3 separate regions of the Gossypium hirsutum genome follow, and all the other regions are linked to region 1. A link is a contact called in public Hi-C data. All regions are on one chromosome and are shown on one strand. Each heading gives the region's core, a stretch centred on a gene start, on an enhancer-like site or on the middle of the called end of the contact. The rest is flanking DNA. Distances are from core to core; before and after follow the strand shown. Region 1 holds the start of LOC107922304 (probable LRR receptor-like serine/threonine-protein kinase At2g16250). Region 2 overlaps LOC121213918 (a long non-coding RNA gene). Region 3 overlaps LOC107922585.

What was found. Hi-C and Micro-C count contacts between places; a contact is called where the count stands out from the background.
Region 2: a contact with region 1 is called in a Hi-C map of leaf, with 2.3 times the contacts expected there. The contact joins the enhancer-like site here to the promoter of LOC107922304 in region 1. A contact is called at or near these places in 4 of 34 Hi-C or Micro-C datasets (hypocotyl and leaf).
Region 3: a Hi-C map of leaf shows a contact between it and region 1, with 4 times the contacts expected there. The contact joins the enhancer-like site here to the promoter of LOC107922304 in region 1. A contact is called at or near these places in 6 of 34 Hi-C or Micro-C datasets (callus, hypocotyl and leaf).

The regions. Positions count from the first base shown.
Region 1 is chrD01:19,347,396-19,352,193 of Gossypium_hirsutum_v2.1, forward strand. LOC107922304 (probable LRR receptor-like serine/threonine-protein kinase At2g16250) reads left to right here and starts at 2,698. Exons shown (of 5, transcript XM_041087259.1): 1 at 2,698-3,335; 2 at 3,559-4,798. The coding sequence starts at 3,618.
Region 2 is chrD01:19,221,463-19,226,260 of Gossypium_hirsutum_v2.1, forward strand. LOC121213918 (a long non-coding RNA gene) reads right to left here. Exons shown (of 3, transcript XR_005909425.1): 2 at 4,764-4,798; 3 at 4,288-4,598. Among protein-coding and RNA genes, the nearest start is that of LOC121213918, 4.2 kb to the right of the region's middle. Within about 2 kb of position 2,614, at least 2 of the 9 cell types and tissues checked have an H3K27ac peak or open chromatin away from gene starts, as enhancers often do. A contact at or near this core is called in hypocotyl and leaf, where this site is marked.
Region 3 is chrD01:19,278,067-19,282,864 of Gossypium_hirsutum_v2.1, forward strand. LOC107922585 reads left to right here. Exons shown (of 4, transcript XR_001691346.2): 4 at 1,574-1,983. Among protein-coding and RNA genes, the nearest start is that of LOC107922585, 5.0 kb to the left of the region's middle. Within about 2 kb of position 2,170, at least 1 of the 9 cell types and tissues checked has an H3K27ac peak or open chromatin away from gene starts, as enhancers often do. A contact at or near this core is called in leaf, where this site is marked.

The sequences.
Region 1 (4,798 bases), core at 1,448-3,947:
TAAAAATAGGGATTACATGTGTAAGACCATAGCTCAGCTATGACAACACATGGATTCCTTTAGGCCATTAAACATGGGGATTACATGTTTAAGACCATATATCTGTTATGACAACATATGGGGATTGCAAGACAGTAAACCAATAATCCAACCAAAGAATAAAGAAGAAGTCGCGGTGTGACTTATGTCAAGTTGCGAGACAGAATGGTCTTGGCACGTTTGGGGAACGCAAGCAAACGGGATAACACGAGGACTCGCCAAAGTGAAATGGAGAGTGAAGCGAAAGAAATGCCTCAACACCGGTTTGTGCAAAAAAAAGGAGAAATTCCTTAAACAAATTAGCATACATAGTACTAGTACCTACCAGTAAGAATCCGCCAGAAATATCACGAAACCCACATTGGCTGAACAGATACGAAAGGGATTATTATAGGTTAAGGTCTTAATTCGGCAATTGGCAAAGAGATAATCGAAAGGGTGAGAAGTCCATCAAGAGACCTTATAGGAGAAAATGCCCGCACAAGGCTGAATGACCAATAAAGTCTGCCAAAAAATTTCCAGGAAAGTATGCCTAGCTAGGACTACATAATGCAAAGAAAAGACCACTAAGACTAATAACAAAGAAGTCCGCTGGGAACTACTATGGTAGAGAGTCCTCCAAAAAATAGTGAGAAGAGGGAGTCCATTAAGGCCATGTAATATGGAGATACCTTGTAGGTCTACCAAGAGTGAAAACGACCAATGAATACCTGAGTATGAAATGGTACGCCAGGAACTACCTATCCATTGGAGTACCTTGAAAGATGGGATTAAAAGAATAAGTACTATGGAGTTACATCTTGGGCACTAGTCCGCCAAGAAAAAGAAGATATTAGAAAGATATCTTATGTAGGTAAGGATCTGTAATTATGGCAAATACTAGGTGGACGCCAATCGTTGTCGTCAGTCAGAAATAATGAATACAGGTACCAAGGATGTGACATAACATGAAAGTGGTATAACATAAGTCTGAACAACAATAAAATAGGGTAAGACCCATGAGAGAACATCTCTAGATAGAACATGGTTATGACCAGTCCAGAGACTACGTCTGCCAATAAGCGACTCAGAGAGAATGAGGCATTGGCCTTATCGACTAAGTTCGCGAATCCTCCTATAAAATTCAGGGAGTTTAATTCTGTACATAGAGTCTTATTTTCTTAAGATTTAAGCAATCTTCCATGAATTTTATGTACATATCTCACTAAGTTCTTCTGAACTTATAAAATTATTGATTGGGTATAGGATAGATAATGACTTGAAAATAAAGAGGAGGGACTAAGCCAAACCCCACCAGAGTTAGAGGTGGGAGTGATAGCTATTTCATATATAGAGAGGGGTTTCCTTGGAGGCCACGCCTCAGGATTTAAGTGATTGTGTTAGTAACTGAGTCTTAATTTGAAACTTATAAATGGATGTGGGAATCGAAATTGTAAAAATTATCGCCAGTTTTGTACGGATCTTAATAGTTTGGTTTTGAAATTTAAGTTGTTCAAGTATGAAACGAATGTAGAATTTTAAATAGTGTTGAGTTATTGGGTTATTGTCTCATCTTGTACCTGGACCTGATGATTGGGTCGGGTATTAGGTGTTACAGCCTTGCTTGACACTTCTCCACACTATGGACTCGTCGCCAAGGATAAAGACACAATTCAATGTCAATTTCCTCGAATCTCAACACGTTTTAAAATCAGAGTCTATATATCTGATAGGAGTTAAATCCCCTCTGAAATATACAAGCATGTAATCCTTAGTTCTCCATAAATACTTGAGTATATGCTTAATTTTTTGCGCGTGTTTTGGATCGGGATTCACTTGATATTGACTTACCATTGTTACTACATAACAAACATCTAGACGTGGGTATAATAGCATAACATACATGAGATTTCCTACTGCCAATGCCATAAAGCATAAGGAACTTTTCTCTTATGTTCTCTTTCTTTTGCTACCTTGAGATAGTCTTCTAAAGAAAAAATCAAATCTCAAAACAAAAGGTTATGATCCCTTTTTTGAATTGATCATTGTAAAACGTTTCAATAGCTTGTCTATTTATGAACCTTGCGATAAAGCTATCACTTTATTCTTTCTATCCCTAAGTATTCAAATTCCTAGAACATAGTTAGATTCACCTAAATCTTTCATACTAAATTGTTGGGTTAACCACAATCCGATGACAATTTATCTACAACATTCCAATGAGTAGAATGTCATCGACATACAGAATTAGAAAAACTAGCTTTCCATCCACAATACGTTTATAAACACAAATTTCATCAATGTTTTGCTCAAAATCAAAAGTTTGATCGCTTGATTTAATTTAATGAATTATATCAAGGTTAATAAATTTAAAATGATTACTTTTAATTGGATTTAATTTTAATTTTTTAATGAAAGAAGTTAAATATATTTGATTTAATTTTATTTTTTATTTTTTGTAATTAAAAGTGAAAAAATAAACAAATAAAGAGACAATTATAAGTGAAACTCTCTTCAAATAGGATGGGTAAGTGAAAGAAAAAACTTAAAATCTAAATGGCTCGAGTGTGAAAATTATCCAACTTCAAATATCATATAATTGGAAAAAGAAATAAGAATAGTTGATGAAGGTAGAGTAATAATAAAGCACAAATTTCATCAGGTAAATGTCGCTGAAGAAGACTTTTAAGACTTGATCCATATATCCCCACTCTATTTGCCACTTACAACACTTTGTATTTTGATTGATTATGATGTGAAAACGAAAGGATTCACCCTTTTTTATTTTATTATTCCATATTGTTGTTGGGTATAGGCTGAGTGGGTTTTCAGGATCAAGATTCCACCTTTTCTTTTTTTAAGGTATAATAATTTATTTGAACAATTTTAGTTAATTTTTTACAAAATTTGAGTGGAAAAAAAGAATTCCAAGTCAATGAAGCATAAAACTCCATATCACCATTGATGCTCTGAGTGAGTAGTAATAATCAAATTGAAAGGTTTAGAGTCTTTTGAGTTTGTTGAAATGGTAGGTTCACTAAATAGCTCCGGTGGATAGTAAAGTAAAACTGTATTTGCAGAAAGCCCTGCGGTTGGGCAAACAAACCCTTCCCTCATTTTTTTGCTTTCATCTCATTAATGTCACCTGACCCTCCCTTCCCTTAAAACCCCGTGCCATCATTCATTTTTTCTTTGAATTTCTTTTGGATTTAATACATCAAGTTCTATTTGATTTTTCTTTTATTTGTATAAATTATTATTAATTCGGGATCGGCGGTAAACAACATCGAATGCAGAATCAAAGCTCGTGATTGGTGGTAAGAATTTACCAAGAATAAGAATTTTTTTTAATTTTTTCTCTCTCTATTTTTGAGTAATAGTTATTACTTAATAACCCCCCCCTCTTTTTTTCTTTAATTTTACTTTCTGTAAATCAAGTAAGAACATAAAATGCACAGATTAGTAAGAGAAAGAGAGCTCTCTGATAGTAATGGTAATGGTAAACATACGAAACTAACAGATTTTTATTTTGTTAGGAAGAAGATGAGTTAGACACTTAGCCGCCATTGAAGTTCATCAGCATCAGCTTCGCATTATCAATGGAAGCTCAAAGAAATGCGTTATCAATATTCTTGTTAGCTGTAATCTTGTTCTTGATCCAGTGCGTGGTAGCTCAGAAAGCTCGGTTAAGTTCTCCAATCGAACGGCGGGCATTGCTGGATCTCCGCGCATCTTTAGGTCTCCGAGGCAAAGATTGGCCCATCAAGTCCGACCCCTGCTCGTCGTGGCTCGGTATCGAATGTCGGAACGGCTCCGTCTCCAAAATCAGTGTTTCCGGTTTAAAAAGAACCAGACTTGGACGACTCAGTCCCAAGTTCAATGTTGATTCTATGGTTAACTTGGCCCGGTTAGTTTCCTTCAATGCCTCTGGGTTCCCGCTTCCCGGGTCAATACCGGATTCGTTCGGAAACCGGTTGGCTAATCTCGAGGTTCTTGATCTCCGCTCATGCAATATCTCCGGTTCAATCCCTGGTACGCTCGGTAACTTGAGTCGACTCACTTCTTTGTATCTTCATGATAACAATCTTGCTGGTTTGATTCCTGCTACATTGGGACTATTAAGGAACTTAAAATTTCTTGATCTTTCGGTTAATTCGCTTACCGGTTCGATTCCCTCAAGTTTTGGGTCTTTTGGAAACATGGAAAGGCTTGAACTTGCTTCAAATTACTTATCTGAGTCAATTCCACCTAGTTTAGGCACTTTACGAGGTCTTCAAGTGTTCAATGTTTCAGATAATAATCTTTCTGGTTCAATTCCTATTCAGTTTGGCAATCTTTCAAGGCTGGTTAAGCTTGATCTTAGTAGGAATTCTTTGTACAGTTCGTTGCCGGAGGAATTAAAGATGTTAAGGAGTTTAAAAATGATGATAATGGAGGATAATGAGCTAGAAGGACGTCTGCCAGTCGATTTGTTTTCAAGTCTTGTTGAGTTGCAAGTTGTGGATTTGAGTAGGAATAAGCTTGATGGTGCTCTTAATGCTACAATTTGGTCAATGCCTAAATTACAGTCCCTTGATGTATCAAGCAACAACTTTACTGGTCCATTTCCGGGTCTTAGATCTAATATTAGTGCTACTACAGCTGCCATGTTCAATCTGTCGAACAATTTCTTTTATGGAACTTTGAATTTTTCACTCGGGATGTTCAGATTCATTGATCTCTCTGGCAACTATTTTGAAGGCAAGGTAGTAGTAAACAACACGAAAAGATACGCTATTAT
Region 2 (4,798 bases), core at 1,364-3,863, 130 kb before region 1:
AATAAAATAAATAAAATTCACAGTGGTATCACCTTCTCCCTTTTTTTAAAATCGTAAATAAGTAAAAAATAATCAAAAGAAAAAAAATAGTAAGCCACCTTTAAAAAACTGACAATCGTTCTCTTTTTTTTATTCCTCCTTTTTCTTTTTTTTTCACAATGAAGGGAGAGGCCTCTATTTATAGTTGAGTCTCCCCAAATCTAACGGTACAAATCAATTACATCAACGGTGAAGACTAAAGGGTATCTACAAATTAAATCTCTAAGATTACAAAATCACATCTTCTAAGATTACATATCATATCTAAGATTGCATATATCATATCTAAGATTGCATATCATATCTAAGATTGCATATCGTCAAAGATTATGTTTCCATATATGAGTCCGGACTAAAATTGAGTATTACAATACATATAAAAAATAATTCAATTATCATATTTACACAATTTCACATTTACACACATATATATTCATAATATATATATTCCAATTCAATTCAACCAATATAATTTCATCACTTATCAAGATAATCCATTTCAATTGTAAAACACAATAATTCTCATCTCAATCACTTACTATAACATTTAATCAAAATATAACAATTAATAATTAGATTCGGATTATAGAAATACAAACTAGGAATTCCGAGCTATTCCTCGTCAACTATATTTTTCCCCTTTTTAATCGAGAATTCCGGTACAATGCTAGCTACAGAATTAAAACAATTAAAAATCATCAATACAACACCATTCAATCTCACATTAAATATTTCAATTTTTACTCAATATTTACCTAAATTTCAATTTAGTCCCTAAACTGAGACTAACTTTTATTCTAAAAACTAATTTCATATTTTCATTCCATTCCCACTTTAAACTAATTTAACTCTCTAATTTCACCATAAATCCCTAATTTTAAAATTCTCTCAATTTAGTCCCTACTATTCAAAACTTATGTTTTATTTTACAACCCTTTACTAACTCCTCACTTGAAATTCAATCAATTTAACCCCTAATTCATCAATTAATTCAACATGAACAACATCTAAAAATTTACTAACTTTCAAAATTTCAACTTAAATCAAGTAGTATTTTATTCTAGAATTCCAAAAACATCAAAATTATAAGAAAATGAACTAATCTAACTTACCAAATTAAACTTGAAACTTCAAAACCCCAATTTTCCCTTTTCTTTCTTTCCTTCTCTATTTCGTTTTTCAATTCTGTTGCTTCCTTCTTTTCTATTTGTTTGTTTTTATTATATAATATAATATAATATAATATATATACTTAACTTTTAAGTAATATTATTATATTATAATATATTTTAACTTTAGATTTTTAAATAAATGTCTACTTATGCTGCCTCAACTTAAGTAATGGCATAATTACTTCTTTGATCCCTTTAATTTTTTTCTATTTCATAATTAAACTTTCACAATCAATTTAATTTAGTCCTTTTATCTAATTAACCTTAATTAAGTCAAACTCACCTAATCAAAACCTAATTAACTATGCAACTAGCTTCGTAAATATTTCTGATTTACCGAAACGGAGTCCCAGGAATGTATTTTTTTTAAAAAAGTCACATTTGACTCGTAAATATTAAATAATAATATTTACAAACTTACTCGTCGGATTTAGTGGCCTTGAACCACTATTTCCGACACCACTGAAAATCAGGCTGTTACAGAATTTTCACTTAACATGCTATAGAAAAATGATAATATTATGATAAACAATTGGAGTGCATTTAATATTTTTTATATGATGTATTTATCTATTTCAATTTTCTTTACTCACAAGTTAGACTATTTTTATTTTTATTTTGTACATATTGCATATTTGTTGTTATTATTATTTATTTCTTTTTTAAAACAATTATTATTATTAGCTTCTAACTTTATATTTCATTATTTATTATGTTATTTTTAAACATATCTTATTATTTAAATACGTGATTTTAACACGCGTATATAAAATTTTTAGTATATATTATATACCTTACTTTTTTTACTTAGATTATCACGCAATTTCTAAAATTTTATTACACTCTCCCAAAATCTCAGGTTATCATATTTTAAACATAAAAAAAAATTCTTTTGTTTTTCCCTCTCTCTTTCCCCTCCCTTTTCTTTTCAAAAACCATTAAAACAAACGGGTGTTATGTTTTGAAGGCCATAAATCTACAGTTCTTAATGTATTTTCTTTTCATGTATAGTAAGTTTAGAAATCGAAATATTGAGTTGTCTCCAAGTGGAAGAAAATGTAATGAAAGAAATGAGTGAAAAAGTTAAAAGAAAATAAAATTTAAATATATTTGATTGGAAAAAAAGTGAGAGGATAGTCATTATTAATTCTTCCAAATTAAAATGATGAGAGGAGAGAAAAAAAATAAATGTGTACGTTGGTTTAGAATTATATGTTTTATTTCTTTTGGATAGAAAAATCATATTTTTCATTTCACCATTAATGTTGATATAGTAATATTAGTGAGGGGGAGGGGGGATGGATGTTGAGTCCATTTAGATCATGTAGATGCAGTGCAGCATTTATATAATAAAATCAACAGATTTGGAGAATGATTGCAATGTGATTTTCTTATACCACAACACAGGCCATCAGTTGGGCTACTGAATAAGGCCCAATTCTTTGTATTTTCGTATCTCCGGCTATGCTAGTTTCATCACCCACCCAATATAATAACAGGGTTCATTTTATATACAACTCTCAATTCTCTTGCTTCGCTTAAGTCAACAATTTTTTATCTCCTTCATTTATGGGTTATCTGTATATTTTAAAACATTTTTATTATTTAAATAAAAATTTAAAGGCTCAACAGTGTAAAAAGTTTTCAATTTTTAAAAAGAAAAATCAATTAAGCCTTTATTTTTAAAAAAATTATACTTTAGCCCCTCAAAAATGATAACAATTTGATTTAATCCTCTAAAATTATAAACATATATGCTATTAAAATGAAAAAATTACATTTTTACTATCATAAAAATATATAATTTACTTCCGCTCACCCAAAAAAAATTTTTGGCTTCGCCTTCACCCCCTAAGTTGTCAACTTTAACAACTAAAAAAAGACCCTTTAACTTGACCGTTGAAGTTATAGAAAAATTATAAAATACTTCTTTTGGTACGATAATTTTTATATATATTTTTAAGAATTTTATATTTCTTTACATTTTTTATATTTTTCTTACTACTTTATAAAATTCTATAAATTTTTTTCTATAATACTATATATTTTATATTTTTACTATTTTTATCAATTTTTTCTATTTTTTTTCTAAGTTTTAATAAATTTAAAATATTTTTATATTTTTATTAAAATTTTATATTTTATATTTTTTTTATCATTTTTGCCACATGTCACGCCATGATTGTGACACGTGGTGGCTTAACTGAAAAAATTAAGGGCGGTTAACTGAATTGTCAACAGTTAAAGTTAATGATCAAATGACCTTTTTAATGGTGGATCCAAAAATATAATTTGGGGGGGGGGGGCAGAGGCAAAGTTAGAAATTTTTTTTGGGTGGCTGAAATTAAATTCTATATTTTTATGGTAGTAAAAATGCGACTTTGTCATTTTAATAGCCTATATATTTATAATTTTTAGAGGATTAAATCAAATTTTTATCAATTTAGGAGAGGTGAAAGTGCAATTTTACCATTACTAATTTAAAATTTTCTAAACTATAAAGGGCCTAAATGAAAAATTTTCTATTTCAGGGAGCTGAGGCCACTGCCAGCCACCCCCTAGATACCCCCTTGCCCTTTTTTTTATGCATTTTCACAGTTCAAGTACCCAATTAGTGCAAAAAAAGAGCAGGGGATTAATTACTTTTTTGAAAAAAAAGTTTGAGGACCTTTTTGATACATTTTGGCAGTTCAAATACACAAGTAAGAGAAAAAAATAGGGGCTTAATTGCTTTTTTTGAAAAAGTTTGAGAGCTTTTTTGATATATTTTGAAAGTTTAAATACCCAATTGAGTGAAAAAAATAGGGGCTTAATTGCTTTTTTTGAAAAAGTTTGAGAGCTTTTTTGATATATTTTGAAAGTTTAAATACCCAATTGAGTGAAAAAAATAGGGGCTTAAATGTTTTTTTTAAGGGTTTGAGAGCATTTTACACCCTTAAACCAAATTGAAAATATTTGATAATCATGATCATCAAAAAATTATTTTACACTTGTATGATTTATTTAAATTTTTGATAGGATATTTTTTTATTTATTGGATTAAAACCTTTTATTAGAAAAAAATTATAAACAATATTCTGAACTTTAAAAACTTGCAAAATTGTTTTAAAAATAATATTTTAAAAATTTAAAACTTTTAAAATGAAAAAGTTACACCCCAAATCCGATTGAGACGGTTTGACCCGAATTCGGAACATCACATTAGTCACCAAGGTGACTCTTCGTTTAAAACTTTACGAACCACACCAACCAACCATACACACCACACAATTGCAGAATATTTCATATAGGAAATTAGACCTAAGTGCATGCTTTTCTAAATTAATCATTTCATTCACACAATCAAAAGGTATAAGGCATACCTTGATACTTGACAGTCTCTTTTATCTGCAAAAAAAATGTTAGTTCATTTAATTATCATCAGATTAATCAAGTAATAAAACCACCAAACAACTAGTCAAGCAAGCAATTATAACGTTAAAAAATCCCCCAAAGAAAAACAAACAGTCCGTATTGTCTTCATTTCAGAACTTAAAAGCTCAACACACATACTCAAAGAAAATGTCTTGCAATGGATCACAAATTTG
Region 3 (4,798 bases), core at 920-3,419, 70 kb before region 1:
GTCTATCCAACCAGCACTTGTTTATGTTATTTATGGTGAATAATTTCTGTTTGGGTTGAGGGTATATTGTTTAGACATATAGGCTGCTGAATATGCTGAAATACCTTGGTTAATTCAAAATGTGATTATTTGTTCTTTTATGGGTCGCTAGTTAATACTTTAACCTTAACATACTTTGAATGTTCAAAGTAGCGATGTTTAGTTGTCTTCCTGTTCATGGCTGTTGTATTTGTATAGTTCTTCCAGATAATGTTAAATAAATTTAGTGACATCAAGAACTGGTCATTTTGATATAAGCTGGCTGCAAGTTTATGCCTTTGTATGTGTTCCAGTAAAAATTGGACAAAAATGTATGACCCGATTCATTACTGCTCTATAAAATGACAAAATAATATTTACAATTTTACAAAATATAAAATTATAACTTAGTTTTCTAACAATATTTTGTAAATAGAAAATATAAAATGTATGACCCGATTCAATAATGTAGAAATTTGGTTGGTAGATTTTTTACAATTTTTCAATTAGATATATGCTAATGTATTTCCAAGTAACTTTCTCTAATATGTAATGACAAAAATGGAAGCAATATCGTTAGATATATGCTATTTTTGCCTTTGAAGCCTAACATGTGATCACAAATATCTAATCCAAAGATTTTGAAATGCATGATGGTATCTATTCTTCCACTTCTTGGATTTTCTCATTTTTTATTCGATTTATTACTTTAAAAATATAAGAGATGTGATGAAATGCATTTTGTAGTTGTCCTTGTTTATAAAAGTTTGTAATGCCTTATACATGTTGGAAAGGATCAGGTTAATTCTCACATGCTTGTTATAGTCAAGTACCTTTTTCATTCTCTTCTTAATTTGACACCCATCTCTTAATATGTTAATCATAAATGGTAATTGTAAATTGTGTGAAGTTCAAATTACTAATTAGTAATTGGCCTTTGTATGTGAACTGTCCTTTCGGATCTGCACTTTATTGTATGTTTAAATATTATAGACGTTCAAATTACTAATTAGTAATTGGCCTTAGTATGTTCAAATTACTATAGACGTCAGGTGGTCATATTCATTTTCTTTGATATTTTGTTTTGCTTTTCCAGTATTTTTCCTCTTTATTTTGATTTTAATTTTTTTTTCATATTTGAAGAATCTTCGATTGTTTTCTATATACTCATTTCTTGATCGGAGTTTGGCTTTAATTTATGCCAGTTTGAATGTCCCAGCAGTACTGTGGCTTGTGGTTTTTCATAATTTTATTGTTATAACTCTTCTTCTAATTTCTTTAAAAAATAAAAGAAATGTATAGTATATTTTAGTCACTGATATTTTGTTTGAAAATTTATCTAATCTCCTTTGTACTTAAGTTTCTTTACTATGCTGCTATGTTTTATTTGGTACTCAATAAAAACCCTAGATAGTTGGCTATGAATTTTCCTGCTTTTTTTTTCTCAGCATCTAAAAGTATAGTTCTTTTTTTTTATCATTTATTTTAAGTGAACGATTGTAGTAGAAGATCTCATGGGAACTTAGTTTAATTGATGAATGCTACTGTGGTATAGCAACAGAAATTGTGAGAGCGAAGGAGGGGGAAAGAAGATGAAAGCAAAAAGGGAACTTGGTGATAGTGTAGACGGGGAACGGGATTTAAAATGGCAGAGGGTTGTGGATTCACCATCTTCACCTCTTGAAGAGTCACTTGTGCCTTATAATGATGATGAAGATGATGAAAGGAGAGCATTGAATCACATAGGCAGCAGAGAAGATGGTCACAGAGTTGAAAGTGAAGAAGAAGATGATGAAGATGAAGATGATCCATATCCCTGAAGTTGATTACTGTACATTATGAACTTGTGCATTTTTTTTTTGCAATCAATTAGTTGCACTATTTGAACTTGTAATTTTGCAATTTGAATATTAACATGATTTTTCAATATTTTGATTAAAAAAATTAATTTATTATATGATTAAATATTATCTTTTTCACTAAAAGTATATATTTAATACTAATTAATTTTTTATATCAATAATGTTTGATTTTAATATTTAATAGTACTTTTAGCGGCGTTTGTAATCAAAGCATCGCTAAAGGTCTTGAGCTATAGCGGCGTTTGTGGGAAAAACGTCGCTATAGGTCTGGGTCTTTAGCGGCATTTATGAAAAAAGCGCCGCTAAAGGTCCTGGTCTTTAGCGGCACTTGTGGGAAAATCGTCGCTAAAGGTCTTGGTCTTTAGCGGCGTTTGTGGGAAAAGCGTCACTATATGTGTTGGTCTTTAGCGGCGTTTATGGGAAAAGTGCCGCTAAAGGTCCTGGTCTTTAGCGGCGTTTGTGGGAAAAGCGCCGCTAAAGTTAGTGACGTGGTCTTTAGCGGCGTTTTTTCCGGCGCTTCTCAAAGCGCCGCTAAAGGCTTAAAAAAGCGCTGCTAAAAGCCTGTTTTGGTGTAGTGATCTGTCTATGAAAAGTTTCAAAATTGTCATTCAACTATTCAAATTTGTCTTTTTTTTTTGTTACATATAACAAAATTCAAGATAATTGGGTAACAAAAAAAGTACTAATAGTTAAGTGATCATTTTGTAAGTTTTTATAATTCGATAGCCAAAAAAATCATAGTTAAGTGACTGCTAATGTAATTTAATCTAAATATGAAAATATGAAAAATAATTACTATATTTTATGTATATTATATTTTATAAAAAAACTTATTTGACATAATTATATGCTATTTTTAAATAGATTATCTATCTAGTCAAAGTACATCTTAAATAAATTCATTAGCATTCATTAGGTGATGGAAATTAAATTAAAATTAAGATTAAAAAAATAATGAGTATAGTAAAAAATTTAAAAAATAAATATTTAAAAAAAGAGATATCAATTTTTTAAAATTACAAAAAAATACTATCTGTGGTTATGATCGATTCGATAGAAAGGAGGGAATAGTATATATATTTCGTTGGGGTTTTCTTGGAAAAAATCGTCGCATCTTTCTTCGATTCCTTATGAAAGATATTCAGTCCATCAGAATAGAAGTTAAAAAGGGTATTTATGCTCGTCTTTCCCTTTATATGGAAATCAGATGCCAGGGGTTGTTCCCTTGACTCATACTAATGAGAATTTGACTTCACACGAAATTGAACAAAAAGATGTTGAATTGTCCTATTTTTTGCCTGTATCGATTGAAGTCTTTTGAAATGAATTGCAGAATAAAAGCTTTCTCGCCGGGAGGAAAAAGCTCAATCCAAGAATTCTCTTTTTTCTATGGCAGAACTGAACTGAAGTTTCTTCGAAATGCCCATTCAAACCAAAACAAACGTATACAGAAGAGTTAAAACATAAAAAATCTGTTTTTTTTCACAAAAATTATTTTTTATGCGTCTGTAAATGTAAAACCGCTGAACTTACCAAATACTCACCATTTATTTATTAATCAAATATTCTTAACATAAAATAAAATTAAAAAAATTAAAAGTATAACTTCTAAATCGAAATAATGGAAAAATTATTTTAAACAATAGAATTGCATGGATATTAACTTCAAACATTTAAAATTGAATAGAAGATTACTACATGTACAAGTTTCATATGTGCAATTGTTCTTCTTTTTCTTTTTTTATTATGGTCATTTTGTATACACTAACAATTCTAAAATGCAACAAGATTAAAGATCTTAGAAGGTAATTTTATAATATGAGAAAAAGTTAGCAAAATGTAAAAAATAGAAATTATTTTGTAAAAAAATTATAAAATATAATGTAGCCTTTAATCTTATGTTGTTAGTTAAAAGCGGAAGGAATCCCACATTGTCCAGGAACAAGCTGCAAACCTATTCCTGAGTCTATATAGACACATATCTCACATCCCACATTGTTTAAGAAAACAAGGAAAATGAGACTTTAGGTCTATATAAAGATCTATTTTGTAAGTTTTATTTTCACGTGGCACCAAAAAATTTTAAAAAATATAGTGTTGCCACTTTGGGTCTATATAAAGGCGCATTTTTTTTAAATTTTTAAAAAATTAGCTTATTTTTGTAAATCTTTTTAAAAATGACATTTTTTTTGGAAATTTAGTTATTGACCGTTGGAACACGGGTAGAGTGCTGACCTGGAAGCGCTTTAGTAAAACACGCTAGCTTGTACGTGTTTTATACGTCAAAGGGGAAAAAAGCGCTGAGCTAGATGGGTCTTTTTTGGTTTTTCCCTGAAAATAATATTAGCTCAGCGCATTTTACAAAAATTGGGTCATTCCCGTAAATATCAAGAAAAATGGCCCATTTTTATAATTTTTTTTTAAAAATAGATCTTTTCTGGTAAATTAACCCCAAATTCGATAGCCAAGGTAAACTATCTTCCCCATATAAATTTATAGATAACATAATCACCCTAACATGAGTCATTTGCTCATATAAATTATTTTAGTAGCTTAAATTACCAACTAATATAAATTATCTTTTGCATTATAAACATTTTTTATTATGCAACTTAATATTAATCAAAATACACACAAGTTAATATTTATTTAATAGTTTTGCTTTTTCATGAAAAAAATAGTTTCATTTATATAAAAAATATATTGAAATTTATTCATACAGAAATTTATTAACAATTCGAAATATAATAATCATACAAATCGTGACAGAAATTTGTTCCATCGTTCTTCATAGGCTATACCTTGGTTCTCTCACACTGTTATGCTGAAGCCTCCTTCTTTCCCAAAGAATCCTAGAACATATCAAATCCGCACATCTCCTCAAGTATTTCTAAAAGCCACTAATTGATTGTCATTTA